2 separate regions of the Pan troglodytes genome follow, and region 2 is linked to region 1. Evidence: chromatin contacts called from public Hi-C data. All regions are on one chromosome and are shown on one strand. Each heading gives the region's core, a stretch centred on a gene start, on an enhancer-like site or on the middle of the called end of the contact. The rest is flanking DNA. Distances are from core to core; before and after follow the strand shown. Region 1 has its middle 330 kb from the start of LMO7. Region 2 has its middle 470 kb from the start of LMO7.

Region 1 (7,887 bases), core at 1,531-4,030:
CTCAAGCAATCCTCCCACCTTGGCCTCCCAAAGTGCTGGGATTACAGGGGTGAGCCACTGTGCACAGCCGCATATGACTTATTTTTAAGCTAAAACAAACTTCCAGGATAATTTGTCCCTTGCAATGGCCTGCTTTAGGGACATCACCTCGTCTTCAGTTAGGGTTTCTTCAGTAGAAAATGTAGCGAAGTTGCATCCTATAATAGCCTATGACCCCTTGTCTAGCAAGGTGACACTCCTGACAACACTGGAGCTGACTATTTTTCTTCCTAGTTACAGTTATTTGCATGATTTATTTGTGGGGTGAGAAACAATCTAGGAGAGAGGCTAAAAGTGCAGGTTCTAGAACCAAATTTCCTGTACCGGACTCCACTGCTCACTCTCTGGGCAAGTAATCTCTCTGTGTCTCAGTTTTCTTCACCTGTAAAATGGGGATCATAATAGTACTACACAGATCATGCAGTTGTTATGAGCATTCACTAAATTAATTTTGGATGTAGGACAGTGACTTGGCACAAAGTCAGTATACAGTCTTTGCCAGCTACTTTATTTTTTAAGTTTTTAATTGACAAGTAGTAATTATATTTATGGGATACCATGTGACGCTTTGATGTATGTTTACCTCGTAGAATGATGAGATCAAGCTAATTAAAAAATCCATGGCCTCACATATTTACTTTTTTGTGTGTGGGGGGAAAACATTTAAAATCTAGTGTTTTGGCAGTTTTGAAATATACAATGCATTATTATTTACTATAGTCGCCATGCTGTGCAATAGATCACTAAAGCTTATTACTCCTGTCCAACTGAAACTTTGTACTCTTTGATCAACATGTTTCCTTTCCCCATTATCCCTCCCCCAGCCTCCCTGGACCCACCAGCCAGCTACTTTAATGATCTCTCTGTGTTTCTTCTCAGCCTTTCCCCTCTGTGATCCTCAGTCTGTGCTGGTAAGAGAATTGGCTGGAATTCATGGTGCCACTTCTGGAACATGTAAAAAGGCCCAACTAATCAGGATGGGATGTGTCACCAGACCTCATAAGGGCCATGGTCATATTTTTAAAAATTGTCTTAAAGCAGAATTTTTTCCCCAAATAAAAACATAAAAAGTGTGGATGCTTAGGTTGAACCAGAGAATCAGGGGACCCCAGAAGCCCACCCTAGTATCACCAACCCTCTCTTGCAGAGTCCTGAGAACCCTCCGACACCTTATTGTTTCATAGAACACAGTTCAAAAAACCCTAAAACTTGGCAAATTCTCTTTCCTAAATTTCAAAAGAAAAGGCAGGTATTCGTCTAAATATAGCCAGGCCATCCCGTCATGTTAATGAGGCTGGGTTTACTAAGGGCAATTTACCCACCTATAAATCTGTAGAGCTGTGTTTGAAGTTGTCTTTAATCTCGTCTACCAACCAAACCTCTGACCAAAATTTCAAATTGAGTGACTTGAGTTTCATCTCTAGTTTCTGCCTTGCTTATTTGTATGGTTTTGGGGAAGACAATAAAGGAAGGAAATTGAGGGTTGGTTGCTTTCATTTTAGATTCAACTAACATTTATTGAACATCTAGACGCCGTGCCATGAACTCTCATTATTAACCTGTAAAGTGAGTATTTATATTTTAAGATGACTAAAGCGAGGCTCACAGACGTTAAAAGCCTTGTTCATAACAGAACTGAAATGAGTTACAGACATTTTTTTACCCAAAGTTGTAGATTTTTATATCCACTGTATATTGCAATGTGAAAATGGTAACATCTTGCATTTATATAAAGCTCTGTTATGTATAAAACAACCTTCCTTTTGAAAATCTTGCCATTTGGAACTCAGATATAGTTCTTTTTTTTCCTTTTTTTTTTTTAAAGCTAATTATTGGTTCTCAAACTAAAGATGACAAAATCTAGTCTGTGAAAATCAGTCAAAAACCAAAGACCACTTAAGAGACGAACCCGGGATTCAAACCAGTTCATCTGGCTGCAAACCATTCCCAGCCCACCACACCCCAGGGTGAGAACCTTTACCTCTTGTATCCAACCTCAGCCACTTTCCTGGTAAAGTGTGTGCTTGGTGACCCCTAAATCAGGATTTTAAAAATATGCATCAACTTGGCTTCTTTTGCTCCATGGGAGCCCAGCCCTCTCTGATCATAAGCACCGCAAGCTTCCCTTTATTTTTCAACAACCATTTCATTTATGCCTGGCTCCAGGTGGCAGGAGGGCTGGCTGTTTAAACTCTTTCATTACAAAAGGAAAAAGAGCCTTATTGCATAAGAGAGGTGATGGGAGGGAGATCAGTACTTTGTATCCATTAAACACCCAGCCTAAACTTACCTCGGATCTCTGAAGCCCTGCTGTGGTTAGAAAATAACATGAAGAGGAGTGCTAAGACCTGGATTCCAGTACCGCCTTTTAAAACACCGTTATCTTGGGGAAGTCACTTTACCTCTTCAGCCCTTGGGATTCTGGTCAATAAAATGCGATGTTCGGACGCATGCCTGAAGTGGGCTTGTCTCACCACTAGGGGGCAGGCAAATACAACTCCTGGGTGCTTCTGTAGCTCACACGAGGGTAAACAACGAAAAGTTTTAATATAAACTTAAAAATGAAAAATCAAAAATAAGTAAAATAAAACCTGGGGTTTCTGATAGGGCCTTTGAGTACTCTCAACTCTAGCCTTTCTTGTTGTTTAGGTTCAACTACATGCATTGCATGCCACAGGAATGTCTAGCACTTTTTGAGTGTTTACTGTGTGGAAGACACTGTATGGAACATGTTACCTTTAATCCCCAGGAAAACTGTGCAAGGCGGGCATTATCCACGTTTTACCCAGAAGGATCCTGAAGCTCACAGAGGTTATGTAGCCTGCCTAAGGTTACCCAGCTAGCAACTGGCAAAGCTAGGAGGTAATGCAGATCTGATTGCTTCTAAGCCAGACTCTGCTTTTATTTTTTGCTGATTCCCATAGTTCCCCTCTCTCACAGCCCCCAGGATGTGTGCATATGGTCCACTCCATCACTACAGTCATGAAGGATAATGCCATAGAAACATTTTGCTCTGTGTTTGAGTGATTCTGATTTCATGAAATGATAGAAATTATAACTATGTTAAATATTGTCAGAACATTATTTCTGGAATAGTATTTGATTAACTTGTACTGTCTCCATTCATCCCACAGAGCTCTGGGGCCCACATTCCACACTCCTTTGTTCTTCCTGGAGGCTGTTCTCCACCAGTGCCTCTCCTATTTTCTCTCTCTGCAGCTTACAGCTACGAATGACCGTAGGAATCAACACAAACTCTCCCATCCGGCCTTTACTGTTTGCCATTTACCCCTCCCCATCTCACCTTAGCTAAGGTTTTGCATTGACCTGCTATTTCCAGTCACGTCAATCAATGTATGTTTCTTAACAGTAGCCACCATTTGAACTATTCTGTCATACTTGCCACGTTCAGTTGCTTAGCATTTTTAACATCAAATTCAAAATGTATCCTTCAAAATACTTTCATTGAATATCACTACCAAACTCTGAACATGACTTTGCTTAACTTTTATTTTCTATTTTATTAATTTAATCACCTTGTATTTTGCCTCTCAGATCTCTTGTTTCATGTGTTTACAGTATATTCCTTACTAGATGTGAATTTCTTGAAATCACTGGTATTTGATTTCTCCAAGTATTTAGTTGGGTATTAATAATAAAATACTGAGCTGGATTCCATTTCTAATCCTAATTAATGAGGCAGGAAGCCGATCAGGTGCATCATTTCACAGCTCAGTCAATCATCAAATATTAAGTGCCTCCTGAGGGATATTGTGGGAACCTATAATGTTCCAAATTCTATGCTTTGTGCTTTAATACATGGTCTCATATAATTCTCCCAAAAACTCAGTGGAGAAAACACCATTATTATCATTCCCAATTGACAAATGAGATAGCTAATGGCCAAGAGTCTTATTCAAAGTCACAGTGCTGATCAAGGTGGGATTTAAATCCAGGCAGTGTGACCCCAGCTAAAGCTCATGCCTTTAATCACTCCTGTATCCCACCTTATATCCAGACTTTGGCACTGTTTTGCCTTGAGGTTGCAGAACTGGGGGCTAGGAAAAAGTACAGGAATAATAATGGGGAAAGTCATGAGAGTGGAACTGGGTGGCTGGGTGGAAGTCTTCTTGTTCCACAGTGTGAATCTCCCTGTAACCACAAACATCTTGAAGAAGTAAATTCTACTAAATTTCATGAAATGCTTCAGAGTCAAGTCCTTACAGAAACTCTGGGAAAATGCAAAGTAGCTCAAGAAGGTGCAAAAGTCTTAGTGGAAATTCTGATTTTATCTAGATTTCTTAAAGAACTGTGTGCCTCAGCTACTGTGAGCAAAAGTTACTAGTTTGGTCACCAGTCTCTAAAACTAAACCAAACCAAAACAAACAACAAACAACAGAAAACATGTATCACTTTGAACTAAAATGACTCAGTGAGAGAACATGTTGATGTCAAACAAAGGTAAGTTCCCAGCTGAGGATCACTAGGCTTCTGTGGTCTTCCCAAGTCCACTGCTACATGGTCACTGTGAGAACTGCTTGTGGCCTTGAGAGTGCACAAAGGCTGGTACTCTTCTTTATCCTGTCCCTTGTTTCTTTGCATCTGTTATAGTTGCTGCAGAATAGCAAGTCTATCACTCACAATGGCCAGAAATCAGAACAAATGATCATTACAAACAACCCATGTAGATAGTAAGTGCCAATTAATTATTAGATTTGATTAGTCCAAACATGTGCTGTGCTATTTCTCTGATTGCTAGCAAACAAAGAAGAGGTGGGCTGTGGGCTAGACTTTAGGTGGCATGGAAGACTAGGGTTGGCTGCTGACATTGGCAAATCTGGTAGATTTTCAGAAAAATATCAGAGGGTGATTAGAGCATATGGGACATTCCAACAACAGAAGGTCAAGTAAGTGGTACCCAAACCTCTCTGATTATTGGAATTACCTCATGGGTTAAATAAATACAGATCCTAGGCTCTGTCTATGACCTATTGAAACTTTAGTCATGGGAGATGAGAAGTTGCATTAAAAAGTAAAAATTCCCCATGTGATTTTGATAATCGTTTTGAGGAACAATTTATTTGAGGACACATTTCATAATTGGTCTTTACTTATTATTTTTGGAACTTTCGCTGTTCATTTCTTGGTGGAGATCCAGGACTATTTTCTTGGTTACAAAGGTCAATTAGTTAAGCAAAGGAATAAGTGGACCAAGCACTCAGAAGGATTTATACCGTGTGTGTGTGTGTGTGTGTGTGTGTGTAATGTATTTAAAATATGACTTAAGGTCTATAATTAAGCCCAGTGAAAATGTAGTATCTTAGGGTTTGGTTTTATGATACATTTCATGTGTGAAATGATAATGATTATGATATAATAAAAATGATCATACTCAGAACCCATCTGAACAGTGTCAATTATGCATCATTGCCAAGTGCATGGCTATTGTAGGTCACTTCAGTTTCTTTCTTTCCTTCTAGGTTAAGATACTTGCAATTTATTGTCTTCTAAATGTAGTATCTTGTACTTTTCAAGTATTGAAAAAGACCAGTACAATTCACATAATGACGATTGCCACTTCCCCAGGTTTTCTATCGTAGGGCAGTGATTTTTGAGTCCATAGATGGGCCAGTAGGAAGTCTACACTGAAATCAGCATTGTGCCTGTAAGTTTGCTTGGGGATCATCTCAATAAACTCTGGGACATACACTTCTTTCTTCAGAAAAATCAGTCATATTTTTCTGGCATGGAGCCAGTTGTAAGATAAAGGACTATGTCACTGGTTATAGCACTATTTCTGAACTAAGAAATATAGAATGTTCTTAATTGCCAGAAAGTGATAAAAAATAGGTATAATGACTAGATATCCATGTGTGCATCAGAGGCTCTGATACAGAGGAACCAGTGTTGGAGATTCTGTGATTGCTTTAAAAATAAACTCAAAATAAATTGAAAAAACATAAAAGCTGCAATTCCCAATTAGGTGTCTTTAAAGTAAGTATTGGAATGGAAAGGAGATTTTAATTAAAAAAAAATTCCTAATAAAAAGTATATGTTTACTATGAAAAGCCTAAGTAAGAAATTTTTTAACAGGCATTTTTTGGGAAACAAAACTTTAAAAAAATAGACACAAAAAGGTATAAATGGAAATAATAAAATTTTGAAAGAATGAAAGTGTTGAAAAGTGTGCTTGAAGATGTTCATTACCCAAAAAGAAGCTGGATTCCTTGTATCCAATTTTATTTTGTAACATAAACTTTATCATATCATTTAGAATAGTGGGTCTCAACTTTCTGAAGGCACAAAACTTCATTTATTTTCCAGTAACCCCTACATAATAGTATGTGTACTTGGTTATCATGTAATGATTGTGGCAATGCATAATTAGAAAATCATAATGAATTTAATAGCACTTCAAATAATTGCTATTTCATAAATCAGAGCAGTGCATATGAATCGTATAAATTTTAAAACAGTAGCAGCTATATGTGCAAGATATTTATGCAATCTACAGACATTGTTTGAGTATATATGCTCTGAAAATATGGATTCTTCTCTCCCTTCTTGTATTAATTCTCCAAATCTCCAGGGGACTCATGGCCCACATATTTGGGATCATTATAGAGTAAAAGCAAGAATAATGAATGATTTGTTAACCTCTCCCAGAGATATGTCGTCAAAAGCCTTTAGGCTGAAATGTATTCTCTCCCACTGAGGTCTGCACTGAGCACCACTTACATCTGATGGAGCCCATCTTGCTGACCTGGATCCCTGGCCACATGTGTCTGAACAGTATGATGTGGAAGAGGGCCAGAGAAGGGCAGCCAGTTGCTAGTGCTGAATGAGGATTTGGGGCTAATCATTTTGTCTCCCTTTTTATTTGCAAAATTAAGACTCCAATGCTTTTGTTATTATCCTATTGTAGGATACTGAGAGGAATAAAGTTGATAGGAAGGAGCAATCAGAAAGCTTTGGCTGAAAAGAATGATTTAAACCACTGGAGAAAACTTGTCCAATTATGAAGAAAGAAGAGGAACCGATATAAACTTGTGGGTTTTTCTGTTTATGTAAATCAATGACAAGGGGTCTGGAGTGTGCAATTTTCTTGCACATATGTTATTCTTTCACAAGCAGATGTAAATAAAGGCACCCAGCCTGCAGGAGAAAGTTTGGAATAGCGGGTCTGAAATAACTCTGCTTGTTGTTTACCCTCTCCTGTGGTTAGCCTGACCTGTAAATCATGCTTTAGACTCCGGCTGAACCTCCCCCAGTGCCATGCAATACCCAGTACTCAGTGGTGTGTAAAAATTCTTTGGAAGTTGCTTAGATGAATATATAATAACTTTTCATACATTCAAAATACCATTTATTTAACTCACAAGAGAGGAACTCTAATCATGGCAATATGAAGTACTATAATGAACCACAGGGTAGCAGATGGGCCCTGGGGTAAACAGTTTCTGTACTATTGATTTACTTATTTGATTTCCTTGTGAAACGTTCATGACCTGAACCATTGCTGTAGAATACAAATGCAGGTTTTCAATCCAAGTCAGGCATTAAGATTATTTCTTTAAAAAGAATCTGAGTGTTCTCTGGTAAGCCAAAGGAAGACTAGTTAGTGTCTTGGGCGCTGGAAATCAGTGTTTTGCAGTTTGATCAGGTTTGCAAGAATGATTTCTCTATAGAGAGTGCCACAACTTCTATCAAGACACCATCCATATTATTTCATTTCTAGAAACTTCCATTTAGAGCTCACTATCTTCATGCCATTCTGTTGTATATATGTTTGTGATCTGAAGATATTAAGATATGATTCTTATCCTCAAAACAATACACAATATTTAC
Region 2 (7,887 bases), core at 2,574-5,073, 140 kb after region 1:
CCTCTAGAATTGGAGATCACATTTCAACCTGAGATTCAGAGGGATAAAAATACAAACTATATTGCCTGGTGAACTTCACTAACAGAAAAGTCATTTTTCAGCAAAAGATTTTTTTTTCTGAATATTTGTTTTTTGAGATGGAGTCTCACTGTGTCACCCAGGCTGGAGTGCAATGGTACGATCTCAGCTCACTGCAACCTCTGCCTCCTGGGTTCAAGTGATTCTCCTACCTTAGCCTCTCCAGTAGCTGGGATTACAGGTGCATGCCACCACACCCAACTAGTTATTTTATTTTCAGTAGAAATGATGTCTAACCATGTTGGCCGGCCAGGCTGGTCTCGAACTCCTGACCTCAAGTGATCCACCTGCCTCAGCCTCCCAAAGTGCTAGGATTACAGATGTGAGCCACGGCACCCAGCCAACAATAGTATTTGATGCCACTCCGTATGTTAATGATGTAAGATCACATCTCTAAAGAGCAAGGTTTGCTTCAGAGATGCATATTCCATCTGTTTCCCACAACCTCTAAATTTCAGAAACCTCTGTAGCGGTCCAGGAAGGGATTTAAGGATCCTCCTCACATTTATGGTTAAGAACCTGGCTCAAAGTGACACAGTTGCCAAGAGGCCAAACCAGTATTTAAACTCGGGCATTGATGCTCTAAATCACTATGCTTGGAGTTCCACAGATATTTGTTAAATGGATAAATAAATCTGTAAAATGAGGCTTCATACTATTTCGTATGGCTATAAAGATTAAGTTAGAACACCAGAAATTTGGGAATCACCTGATTTTTTTCTTCTTATCACTTATCAGTAATCAATTTCGCTTTCATGATATACCTCAGACCTCACCATTCCCTCCATCAGCACAGTGGCCACCTGAGTCCAAGCTGTTACCACCTCTCCTACTGGACTAGACCAATAGCATCTTAACTTGTCTCCACTTTTGTGCCCTCTACAGTCTGTTTTCCACATTGCAGCCATAGTGCCCTTTACTGACATCTTATAAATAAGATCTCCTTCCTCTGCTAAAAAACCTTCAGTCCTTTCTTAGTGCCCTCAGGACAAATAACTGTGAGCAGCATGGACTTGGCCTGCCATTGCTGGTGTCCATGCTTGCACAGCTCTGTGCTCCCTGAACCCATAGCCCCAGCCACACTGGCCCTTCACTTCCTCCATAGCCGCCCTTTCTGTTTCGGGGACTTCCCAAATATTGCCTGGAATATTCTTACTGTTCCCCTTTCTTTGGCTTACTTAATTGATCTTTTTCAAATTTCCTTAGAGAGATTTTTCACCATCCTTAGTTTTTTGGTTTTCCTTCATGTGACATTTCACTCTTTATAGCTGTATAATTATTTATGTCACTATTTTGTTGTCAACCTTCTGAACAGGGACGTATCTCTGTTGCTAATTATTGGTGCCCAGCATTAAGCATGTACTATGTCCATCATAAACACTTGTTCAATTGAATTGGTCTAAGATATGTGCAAGGAAATGAAGAGCAGGAAGCATAGATGTGGATAAGGGACCGCTGCACAGACTCAGATGGTTTTTCTTCAGGTAGAGATGTAGTCTTGCTAATTCTGATTTTGGTTCAAGGTTCAAGAGTGCCCCAGAATGTTATGAGCTCTGATTAGAAAAGACTGTGGCATAGCAGAATTGGGTAATTTCTTGGGCTGTGCACGTGTCCTTGCAAGTGGAGGGAAGTGGGTACGTTTGAGGGAATACAGCTGAGTTCCTGTGGGATGAGATGGGAGAGGCTAAGAGTGCTAAATCAAGGCTGACTCTTGTTTCTGGGTTTTCTCACTTATTCTTCATAATTCCTTGACATAGGCAATATTATCCTCATTTTACATTTTGGGCTATATGTGCAGCATTTCCGGCAGCTTTGTTCTCCACTAGAGAATCTACAGCTAGAGAAGAGCTTACTGATCTGGACTGTCTTTTTGTGTGCTCACCTCACTTCTGAGAAGTGTGTGTTCCTCCGGCTAATTACTAAGAGAACTCAACCTGCAGGGTGTAGGAGGCGGCAAAGGAGAAGAGTAGGGCTGTCTCTTCCAGTCACTTTGTAACCCATGTGAAACATTAAAGTATATTTAAAAAAATCTAAAAACTGTTATCTGAGATATAGTAAAAGTTTAAAAGGTAGTTATAAGTACCAGGTACACTTGCCAGAGTAATGGTACCCTAGTCGTAGAGAAAGCACTTGCTAAAATATGTGTCATAAAATTGCTTTTCATTTTCCTGGTACATAGAGCTGAGAGGCATTAGGTGTCTTTGAACCTTGACATTTCCTCTCTGTTCTTGTGGCACATTATAATTTATCCTGTCAGCATGCCCCAGATTATTGCTGACTGATCTTGGTTGTGTGCATACAATAGATGGAGTGGAAATTTGAGGCTAAAGTCTCTTCAGAATTATGGACTCCATGACTCCTATAAGGCTCCTGGTAAGTTTCTTGATTTGTTTGAAAGTCTTTCAAAGTGAATGGGTAGACTTTGTTAAGAAAACAACATGCAATGTCAGGAACAGTAGAAGACACTATTGTTTACTGTTAAAAAGAAACTAGCTTCAGCAGCAGTTAAATGAACACATTCAGAAACAGTTATGTGACCATGAAAGATAAATACGACTACTAAGATTTAAGTTCTGTTAAACCTAAGAAAGTTAAGTTCATAACAAAATGAGTAAAACTTCTTTCAATGGTATTTATGAGTGAAACAGAAGTTTCTAGTCTATTTTTCTATGCATGTGAAATTTTCGAAATGATCATTTTTCATATGCTATAGCTCCTTAAATTGGTTTGGATATATGTGTGTACACATGCACACACACACACACACACACAATATTAGTCCTCCATTTCTGTGGGTTCCACATCCATGATTCTGCCAGCTGTCGATGAAAAATAGGGAAAAAACAATACAAATAATACAAAAATAAAAAATAATATAAATTTTAAAATGCAGTATAACAACTATTTACATAGCATTTGCGTTGTATTAAGTATCAAAAGTAATCTAGAGGTAACTTAAAGTATACAAGGGGCTGCGTTTAAATTATATGCAAATACCATGCCATTTTATACCAAGGACTTGAGCACTGAGGATTTTGGTATCTCGTGGGTCCTAGAACCAATCCCCTCCCTAATAGATACTGAGGGATAACTGTATGTATATGTATATGTACATACTTAGTAACTGACTTCTGTCCAGGCATCTTACACATACGATGACACAATCTGAATGTAAATCTTCAATAGACTTTGTTAGGCTTGCTTTCTTTGTTCATTGAGCAGAATGCAATAAGCCAATATGTATAAATAGCACCAGCATAGTCTTCATTTAGTCATCTAGGTGAAATAAGAAAAGTTCCCTATGCCCCTCTCAGGGTGTGCAACGGGGTGTGGCTCGCTTCTTCAGTGCCATGCTGCTCATACTCCTGGAGGGAGCATGCAGATGGAGGGTTGCGGGGCTCCGACTCCACAGCACTATCTAGTGGCGAATGTTTTACAGCCGAAGCCCCAGTGGGCCTGTGTTACAGTGTGCTCTTTCAGTTCTGCCGTCTGTGCGCGGCTTGTGTTAGTCAGCTCAATTAGACCTTTTGCTTTATAGCAAGGACAGAGGGCTTTCTGTATCCCGGGTTCTTGACTCTGTGTGGCTTGGAGAATGAATGCAAAGTTTTATTGACAGTGGAAACTCTCAGCAGATGATGGGGACCCAGAAGGGGCATGGAGCGGGAAGGTGGTTTTCCCCTGGAGTTGGCCGCTCAGCAGCTGGACACTCCTCTGACCGCCTCGGCCAGGTTCCAGTCCTTGTTGTTCACAGGTCAATGGCCTGCCGGCGTCTGCTGGTGCCTGTCGATGTGTTCTTCCGGTCCTCTCCACCTCCAGCCGCCTGTGTGCTCTTTTGCCAGTGTGTTCCTCTCGGCGACCCGCTGCTTCTGTTTCTGCCTGCTAGGGTCTTGGAATTTTTATAGGCACAGGATGGGGGTGTGGCGGGACAGGGTGGTCTTGGAAAATGCAACATTTGGGCAGGAAAACAGAAATGCCTGTCCTCACCTAGGTCCCTGAGCACAGCCCTGGGGGGTGGAGCCCTAGCCAGGGACCTGCCTTTCTCTACCCAGCACTTCCCTGCCCTCTCTCATATCATAGGGACATCTTTATATATTGTCTATGAATATTCAGCATGCAAATTTCTTCATGATACTTAAAAAATATTATGAAAGATAATAAAAACTAGGTGAGGGAGAAATGAAAGACATTTCATTTTTCAAAGAGATTCCTCTGCACAGTAACAGAATTGACCCCATCTTGATGTATTTTTTTCCTCATTGAATGCTTCTGTTAGTAAAGGGGTTTCCAGGTTTTAAGTGATGTTCTTGGAAATCCGCAATCTTCTTGGGAAATTATAAAAACGATAATAGGCTGAAATTAAAAGTTCAAAATAATTATGTGAGAAGGAAAATACAGGAAAACAGACGAATATGACAATCACATGTGGTTCTGAATAGTGTTATTCTCTGTCTACTTATCAAAAGGGCTTTTGTTACATTGAATAACACTTTACTCATGGGTCCATCTAAATTCCTCCTGAATAAGTTCAGGAAAGAAGTGAACTTTTATGCAGTACCCTTTATGGTGCACTATTTTGTTTTAGAGTTGTTATGAAAACAACTCTAAAACCCAGTTGTATCTTTTGAATTTTAACCTTATTCCCACTGAACCTGTAGTTTGTCTAGGCTTTGGCCAGCTGAGAATTGGAACTGGGTGTGGTGATATGTGAGTCCAGTTGTGCTGAACATGCTGTGGAAGATAGAAAAGAAATGAGGTGTGCTTCTTGTTCTCAAGAATCTCAAGATTTGATCATGAGATAATTTGTCTCCTCTTTGTGCATACATGCCCTTGAGCGCTCCTTGAAACAGGAATTAATTATTTAGTTAGTGTCCACTGGGGAAGAAAGAACTATGTTTCCATATTCCGAAAATCTCACAAATCATGAACTTATAGAATGTCAGAGCAGGAAGGGACATTATGAATCATTCTAATCTATCCCTTGAAGTGCCAATTAGGACAATAATTTCTTTGAAACATTATGAAGGAAAATTTTACGATTTTTTTGAAAAGGAAATTAGCAAGTTATCTAGGGTATTAATTTATTTTATGTGAGCCATTTTGAAGCAACAAATCTGAATGGCAAGTACAGGTAGAGATTTTAATCAGAGGAACTTGAGTCTTTGCCCTTGTTTTGTTGAGTGTACAGGAGAGGAAACTAGAAACTTAATCTTAGAGTAATATGAGTGAATTATATCTGTACATTTTCTGGAAAATTGTAGTCCATGAAATTTGACTAAAGGACTGGCATAATTGGTACATTAAATTAAGAAATTATAAGAGAAATTGCATTTTATGTTATATACAAATTTAGAATCATTGCGTTTTCCTGGCGCGAGAACTTTTAGCAAATCTGGGGTTGTGCTGTGCATACGATCTTATAATGTGGTGTTATTATCATTGTGCTGATAAGGAAAAGACTCAGAGAGTTTAAATAATTGTCAAGCTTACAGAACTTCTAACTGGCAGAGCCACCATTTGAAAATAAATCTGCCTGATCTCCAAAGCCAGGGCTCAGCCCACTGACTAAAGTGAGTGCATTCCTAGTGTCTAATGGACGACATCTGAAAATAGCCTTGAATATGGCAGAAGGCTCCCTACTTGCCCAGTTTAGGGCTTCTAATTGCCCTGAAGCCCCTCAATATTCTGAATGCCAGAGAGAAAAGATGACTTACTCACTACAGATTTGATGGTACTTTGAACTCTGATCTTCCTTCCTGATCCACCTGTTATCATTATTATTTTTAGAATCCTCAAACCCTTGCTCTAATTATGTTGCTATAGCCACACTCAATGGGAAAGACAAGATGGAGTGTGCTTACTTCATCTTACTCAGAAACAGATCTCCTTACATGAATTTAAATATATTTATAAACTATAGAAGGAGGAAGAAATTGGGAAATGATCTGATCCAAATTTCTGCCTTTAGGTGGTAGCGTCACAAGCCTTTCAGGCCACAGGCTTCTTTCTTCCTAGAAATCTCTAGGGGAGGTGTTTTCATATTCTTCTTTCCCCTTTCCATCCAGTGTTGAACCACCCTAATGGTCAGGAAATTATGTAAATGAGGATAAAACCTGTTTTATTTATTGGTGAAGGAAATTCTCATTTAGTGATGTGTATTTCTTTCAATACTAAATTGGCACTAAATTTTGAGTGCCAATGTAGTTGAGAAACCAATATTTTGAAGAAGAGAGAACATTCTGGTAGTTGACCTTCCCCTGCCCCCTGCACTGTCCCATAGATGGCTCCAGCTCTTTCTCAATGTCTGGATGGCCAAGTTGATTTGGCTTATCTTTGAAGATATTTGTAGCAATGCTCCAGTGACCTACTCTCTTAAAGAAAGTTTCCTCACCCTGTTTTCAGTACCTAGCAGGGCAAAGGTCCAGAATGTGCTTCTAAACTTTAGATTAACTGTTCCAAGGCTACAGCCTTGATAAATGTGGCACTTAATTTAAAGAAAGCTGGGAAATAACATTTTTAAAGAAAGAACGTATGGACATATGGAGGCTTCTTCAATGTCCTTTCAGATACAGACTCCATTCTAGAAACTTTGCCTGTTCATTGGAAGTATCCTCACTCTAATTTTTCTGAGTGCATAATGCATTTTGTGTTTTCCTGTTTCATTACAAATGTGTCCTCTGGACACTACATTTCTACTATTGGGGAAATCCATTGGTAGACTGAACTCATTTAATTTTCAGCTACACTTATACCTCTGTATAGTTTCAGGTTCTTTCCTTCTCCTAGTTTAATAATGCTTAGCAATTCCAGGGTTAATCATGTCAGTCGAAGCTGACTTGTCAACATGAAGAGAGTGATGGGGAAACAAATAGAAATGTGATTTGGTGTGACCATATGTGGAAATAACTTTAGTTTCAAGTTATGCACTGGTTGCAATCTAGCTAATCTCCCAGCTTTGTTCTCTTCTTTGTCCTTATTCATTTTCACATCTTTCATCTTTTTCTTTGAGGGGAGTATTATCTACTATCTATGTATATGTGGGAAGGTGCTTGTGCTTATACAGTATCTGATTATTTTAATGATCAAGGCAAAAGCATGCATGATATTCTTTAGTTGTGCAGTGTAAAAGTAAGCATAAAAAACAGTACATATCACAGAGAGGCAGTCCCTGTTGAACGGCTGCTTGTGAGCCTTTTCAAGAACAATGTGTAAAAACTGGAAATTGCCTGTCAAGTTATTTGTTCTGCTTGGACACTGCATGGAGTGATTAATATTTAAAATCTACTTTTGCTCACTTCAGTTTAATCTGAAGAGAGTGGACCTATGGAAAAATGAGGTTAAAACAAAATTTTGTTTTAGATCTCTAAGGATAAGGAAGCATTTCTTCTTTAAAGGGTGGCCAGAAAAGTCAGCCATTGATGGGTGAAAATTTATTTCTTAAGATCTTAAGCCAAATTTCATATTTGCATTTGAAAAAGCCTTCTCCTTTCTGCACAGTGAGAAAAGTGGTGGGGGAGGGAAGCTACTTGAACTGCTAAGTAATATTTAGTCACTTGGTTCATTTACCAATCTGAAAGCTAAATTGGGGGTGGAAGAGAAAACCATTATAACTCATTGCTAGGTAGCAGACTTTTTGAAACACTGTATAATTATAGCACTCAGGCCAAAAATATTCCTCAAATGTGTCCTGAAGTATGTTGCCTCAGGTTAAGTAATCTAGTTACAGACACAGTGATTACTATGGTTTTTATGAGCAAGCCTCATACCTTGCTTAGGAACGAGTAGTTCCTTAGGAATGTGTAGATTCCTTAG

The links. Hi-C and Micro-C count contacts between places; a contact is called where the count stands out from the background.
Region 2: a contact with region 1 is called in a Hi-C map of induced pluripotent stem cells, with 3 times the contacts expected there. The contact joins two enhancer-like sites. A contact is called at or near these places in 3 of 7 Hi-C or Micro-C datasets (induced pluripotent stem cells and stem cell-derived neural progenitor cells).

The regions. Positions count from the first base shown.
Region 1 is chr14:81,561,936-81,569,822 of NHGRI_mPanTro3-v2.0_pri, forward strand. No RefSeq gene overlaps it. Among named protein-coding and RNA genes, the nearest start is that of LMO7, 330 kb to the left of the region's middle. Within about 2 kb of position 2,781, at least 4 of the 24 cell types and tissues checked have an H3K27ac peak or open chromatin away from gene starts, as enhancers often do. A contact at or near this core is called in induced pluripotent stem cells, where this site is marked.
Region 2 is chr14:81,703,863-81,711,749 of NHGRI_mPanTro3-v2.0_pri, forward strand. No RefSeq gene overlaps it. Among named protein-coding and RNA genes, the nearest start is that of LMO7, 470 kb to the left of the region's middle. Within about 2 kb of position 3,824, at least 7 of the 24 cell types and tissues checked have an H3K27ac peak or open chromatin away from gene starts, as enhancers often do. A contact at or near this core is called in induced pluripotent stem cells, where this site is marked.